2 separate regions of the Mus musculus genome follow, and region 1 is linked to region 2. Evidence: chromatin contacts called from public promoter capture Hi-C data. All regions are on one chromosome and are shown on one strand. Each heading gives the region's core, a stretch centred on a gene start, on an enhancer-like site or on the middle of the called end of the contact. The rest is flanking DNA. Distances are from core to core; before and after follow the strand shown. Region 1 has its middle 7.6 kb from the start of Gm51473. Region 2 holds the start of Tmem145 (transmembrane protein 145).

Evidence for each region. Promoter capture Hi-C pulls out the DNA fragments that hold promoters and counts their contacts.
Region 1: a contact with region 2 is called in a promoter capture Hi-C map of pre-B cells, with 2.0 times the contacts expected there. The contact joins the enhancer-like site here to the promoter of Tmem145 in region 2. A contact is called at or near these places in 15 of 39 promoter capture datasets (the 3T3-L1 cell line, 3T3-L1-derived adipocytes, the C10 cell line and 9 more), 5 of 484 Hi-C or Micro-C datasets (the N1E-115 cell line, cerebral cortex, embryonic stem cells and 1 more), 4 of 115 datasets of contacts at active chromatin or transcription factors (bone marrow-derived macrophages, embryonic stem cells and stem cell-derived neural progenitor cells) and 1 of 9 other capture datasets (macrophages).

What each region holds. Positions count from the first base shown.
Region 1 is chr7:25,593,278-25,595,977 of GRCm38.p6, reverse strand. No RefSeq gene overlaps it. Among named protein-coding and RNA genes, the nearest start is that of Gm51473, 7.6 kb to the left of the region's middle. Within about 2 kb of position 1,372, at least 6 of the 459 cell types and tissues checked have an H3K27ac peak or open chromatin away from gene starts, as enhancers often do. A contact at or near this core is called in pre-B cells, where this site is marked.
Region 2 is chr7:25,304,766-25,307,465 of GRCm38.p6, reverse strand. Tmem145 (transmembrane protein 145) reads right to left here and starts at 1,358. Exons shown (of 15, transcript NM_183311.2): 1 at 1,183-1,358; 2 at 303-377; 3 at 111-188; 4 at 1-18. The coding sequence starts at 1,302.

The DNA of each region.
Region 1 (2,700 bases), core at 123-2,622, 290 kb before region 2:
TGCTGGGATTAAAGGTGTGCGCCACCACACCCAGCATCAGGTGCACTTTTAAATTGTTAGTACAAGGACTGCCTAATTTCTTTATGAGGGCACTCTTAGTGCTATGAACTTTCCTCTTAGCACTGCTTTAATGCTGTCCCATAAGTTTGGGTTATGTTGTGCCTTCATTTTCATTGTATTTTGGAAGGTATTTAACTTCTTTTTTCTTTTCTGACCCACTGGTCATTGATTGGAGAGTTGTTCAATTTCCATGAGTGTGTAGGGTTTCTGTTGTATCTCTTGTTGTTGAAGTCCAGCTTTAATCCATGGTAGTCTGATAGGATACATGGGGTTATTTCAGTTTTCTTGTATCTTGCTTTGTGACTGACAAATATTGCTTGTTTCTAGCTATTGACTTTCTGCTTAACATTGAAAACATATACAGGGCCAGGTGGTGGTGGCGCATGCCTTTAATCCCAGCACTCGGGAGGCAGAGGCAGACAGATTTCTGAGTTCGAGGCCAGTCTGGTCTACAGAGTGAGTTCCAGGACAGCCAGGGCTACAAAGAGAAACCCTGTCTCGGGGGAAAAAGAAAAAGAAAAAAAGAAAACATACAGGAAGTTAAATAAGGCTTATTTCTGTAACTAAGTAAATTAGTCCCCAACATGACTATAAGCTTGATTATTTATAGATGGTTATTAACTTCCATTTCTTAATTATCATTAACAGTTTTACAATAGTAGTTTTCATAAAACTAGAACTTTACATTTTCAAATGAGTTGCATACTCACATATAACTTACACAAGAGTTGAATCATATACAATGTATGGTATAGCGAATATAGCATTAAGTTTTTATCATCATACAAAAATCCCCATCAATCTAAAGTGTTTGAGGGCTTTTGCTTTACTCGTCTAAAAGGAGGTACAATAACATGCCTTTCTTTGTTCTTTTTCATCCCCTTATGTCCTGATTTACTCATCTTCCCCCCCTAACACTAGTGGGAGGGGAAGAAGGATGGGGGAGATAGAAAGACGTCCCTGGTTTCCTTTGTTTCCTCCTTGATAATGACGAGTAACAACTTGAAACCAATCCCACTAAATGACTACACACATCCATAACCCACTGAATGACCGAAACCCACTAACCACCTCTTGGGAATGAGGGTGTTATGTTCTTAAAATTGCTTCCTGAAGTCTGGGGCGACAGTTTTTTTTTTTTGAGGTGGGGGGGATCCTAGAAAACCGTGATATTGGACAAGTCTTGGGAGACTTGGCTGTCTCCTTTGCTGTTCAGGCTCTGTGGGATAGGAAAGTGTGGGATGTAACTGAAGTCCTGGCAGAGACATTGTATGAGGCTGGACACTTTGAAACTGTCCTGGATACAATTTTTGAGGAAACAGCAATTGAGGCAGTCTGTGAGGCTGGGTCCCCTGGGGCTAGATGCTTTGTCTTCAGTGGTGTCTTTTCAGTTGGCTCTGAAAGCACATAAACTTTTATAGGTAACATTGTAAGGACATTTCTGTATTAACACATGCATGGAATGTGCAGTGTACACATTATCAGCTAATGATAATTTCTTTGCTCTATGTTTGAGCAGATGAAATGCATCTGTCAATCTTCTACGTCTGTTTGAACATATCATCAAGCTGTAGAATAAATCGCCCGCCATGACAGATGAAAGGATGAGAACCAGGTAGTCAAACAAATTCATTGGCTTCTCCAGAGACATGCGTGTCTCAGCTGGTCTCTTAGCTGTTCCCAAAACCAGGGACTGTCCTTCATGTCATCTGTTTTGTAGTTTTTCTGGGTCTCTTTCTTCACATCTTTCATGTCAGGAGCCAAGATTTTCAGAAGGTCTCCCACAGTCAAGTCTAATCTTTATTAACTTTGAAAGAATCCATAGATTGTTGCTTCCTCTTGAAGCAAAAGCTTATCTTCTTTGCCAATGCAACATATTTCCTGACTACCATTCTGAGGTCAACGTATCATTAAAGTATACAGGGTAATTTAATTCAGCACTCCTTTCTAAAATGTCTAAATCTTCAGCAGCTGCGCCATCTGTCTCATTAATATTTTAAAAACGTAAAGTAAATGAAGCATTATGTAATCTCTCTCTGGGAGATCTCATAACCTCCCCTCTGCTCATGCATATCTCCTTTAAAGTATGGTTAGACCTTTCTAGAACTATCTGACTTGTGGGATTGTAAGGCATACCTGTAACATGTACTATGTTATAACCTTTGAAAATGTGTTGAACTTTAATGGATACACATGCCAGAACATTATCAGTTTTAATCCGTCAAGGCATTCTTAAGATGGCCATCACTGGACCAGTCTCCCTGCCCCCTGCACCCCTGCACTGGTGGCTGGCAGGATGGAAATGGGTGGCCAGTGGCTGCACTGTCCCCTTCTCTGGGCCTCTATACTGTCTCTACCACCATGGCTCCCTGATCCTGTGCACGGATCCTGGGCTCTTAGTTCTCTGCTAGGACAGAATTGAAAACTCAGAGACACACCTCCCTACAATGTTAAGGGAAGGTCACTATAACAAGCTCCTGGCAGGACGATTGTGGAGCCCAGTGCTCTGCTGTGAGCTTAGCCTCAGGACCTAACAGGAGCTCAATCAGTTATGCACACTCATGGACCCTTTCTCTGCGGTAGGCAAAGCATGGAGATGATCCATGTGCCACCAGCAGAGGAGTACACAGAAAATGTGGC
Region 2 (2,700 bases), core at 109-2,608:
CTCCTTGGCCAAACAGTCCTAGGGCAAGGCAGAGGCATGGTCACCCTCTGAATGGCTGTGGCCTTCTGTCCCTGGACACCCCTCACATACCCACTCTTCACAGCTCTCACCTTGTCCCTTGCCTTGTACACCGCTGGCCACTGGGATGGGTCGTCAAAGTAGAGGAGGATGTTCTGACAGCACTTAGCCTGAAGACCCAGAGATTTGGCGGTTGGGGTGTTTATAGCAGTTGGAGAGCTTTTGCCAAGGAGGGCCAAGGGAGTGTCCAGCCTCAGCTAAGGAGAGTGGCTAGGGAGACTCACCTCGGGGTATCGGAATCGGAAGTCCAGTCGTCCATAATCCGAAAGGAAACAAAATCTTGTCAGGAACACCCAATCCTGGCAAAAAGAATCCAGTGAGATCTGAGTCCTTCAAGAACTCAGCTTGACCCTACCCACAGACCCTCAACTTTTCTTCTCTACCCAAAGCCACTTAGCTTCCCAAACACCACAAAGCAGCTAAGTCACCTCCAGAATTCTTTCCAGATCCTTTTGCTGTGTGTCCGATTTTCTGCTGCCCTGGTTTTCTCCCTCAGATGTCCCTCAAGTTTCTTTCCCCCCCACCCCCGTCCTCCTCCTCCCCATCTTCCAGACACACTGAAAAAGACCAGGGATGGCCAGGTGCACATCCCCACCACCATCTGTCCTGGACTCTTTCTCAGCTGCATTCCCCCAGTTACACACACACATGCACACACATGCTGAGAGAGAGAGAGAGAGAGAGAGAGAGAGAGAGAGAGAGAGAGAGAGAGAGAGAGAGAGAGAGAGAGAGAGAGAGAGAGAGAGCAGCCCCAAGGTGGTCCCACAAACCATGCCATCATGACATCCTGGGCAATCTCCCAAACCTTCCTTGCTGGTCCTGAGCAGGCCAGGCAACCTCCACTTGGTGGAGTGAGGGGTGCTGTCCCTTCAGCACCACCATGGTGCAGCTCTGTTCCCCGTAACTCTGACTCTGCCTACCGACCCTCCCCACCCAGGCTGGCCTCGACAGCCACCATGCAACCCCCAACCCACAGCCTTCTCCCTGGTCCGGGCCCCCATTCCTCACGCCCCGGCCCGGGAGGGGCGCAGGGGGCGGGGCGGCATCATCCCCTCTTGGGTCCCGCGGGCCAGGGAACGCTAGGAGATGGCTCGGTGTGCTCACCTCTTTGGAGCTGAGGTTGCCCCGCACGTACTTGGCCCGGGTGCGGGGGTACAGTGGCAGCAGCAAGAGCAGTAGCGGCGGCAGCAGGCGGCGCAGCACGGGCGCGCGGGAGGGCTCCATTCCTCCCGCTCTGGCCTCGGCTCGGCTCCGGCTCCCGCTCCGGCCCGGTGACGGAGGCGAGAGCGCGCGGGCTGGCCAGCGCGCGCCCCCGATTAAAGGGGCCGCTGGACGCAGCGGTCTCCGCCCCCTCCTCCGGGATGGACTAAACTGTCTCCTACTCTTCCCACCTGAGAGAGAACATTCTCTTGTCACCTCACCCCAGCTGTGATCCTCTTCTACAGGCGTCTCAAAGAAACCTCAGGATGCGTGTGTCCTAAACTGAACTCACATTCCCGCAAGCAAGGGTCTTCTTTGGACTGCAGACTCCAGGATTTAACCGAGAAAACCGAGCTCTGTCCTGACCACTGATCCCCAGTTTTGACCCCAAATTATTCTATTATTACCCATTCTCTAGATTTGGCAAACCTTGTGCCCATAGACACACAGAAGATGAGACATTGTTCTGGGACACACACATACACACACACAGTAAAACCTTCTAACAAAACAATCACTCCTGACTGCCTGCCCCACCCCTAGGGTGTGAACCCCAGCTGCTTGAGACAAAGGTGAGATATGGAGGAGCCAGTGCTCTAGCTGCCAGGGCTGGCTTTGTCATGTCCCTACCAGAAGACCTAGGACAAATCACTGGGCCTCTTATCCCTTAGTGTAGTTTGATGCCCCCCACCCCCACCCATGCTGCTATTAATTCTGTCATTTCCCATAGGGCAACTGAGAGTCCTGGGAAGGTCTTCCAGCATCAGACTCCAACAAATATTCCTAGCTTTATCCTTCACCCTCCACTGCAGAAAATTCATTCACTGCTGCTCAAAATGCCATTTCAAAAGCTTTCTGGCTAGACACATCTGCGGGGTAGGGGGACAGGCAATTCTTTGTGAATTCAAGGCCAGACTGGTCTCTGCATTAAATTCCAGAACAGTCAGGACCACATAAGTGAGAATCTGTTTTAAAAATGGGGGAAAAAAAAAAAAGCCAGGCAGTGGTGGCGCACGCCTTTAATCCCAGCACATGTGAGGCAGAGGCAGGCGGATTTCTGAGTTTGAGGCCAGCCTGGTCTACAGAGTGAGTTCCAGGACAGCCAGGGCTGCACAGAGAAACTCTGTCTTAAAAAAAAAAAAGAAAGAAAGAAAGAAAGAAAGAAAGAAAGAAAGAAAGAAAGAAAGAAAGAAAGAAAAAAGAAAGAAAAAGAAAAAAGAAAAGAGAAGGAAAAGGAAAGTATGAACAAAAAGCTTTCTGGCTGGAGATGTAGCTCAGTGGTAATATGTTTGCCTAGCTTATGTGTAAGGTCCTGAATCACATTCCCAAAATAGCAAATAAATGAAATTCCTGGAGTAAGACATGGTACATGCAATTAACCCCAGTACTTGGGAAACAGACTGGTGGATTGCTCCAAATTCC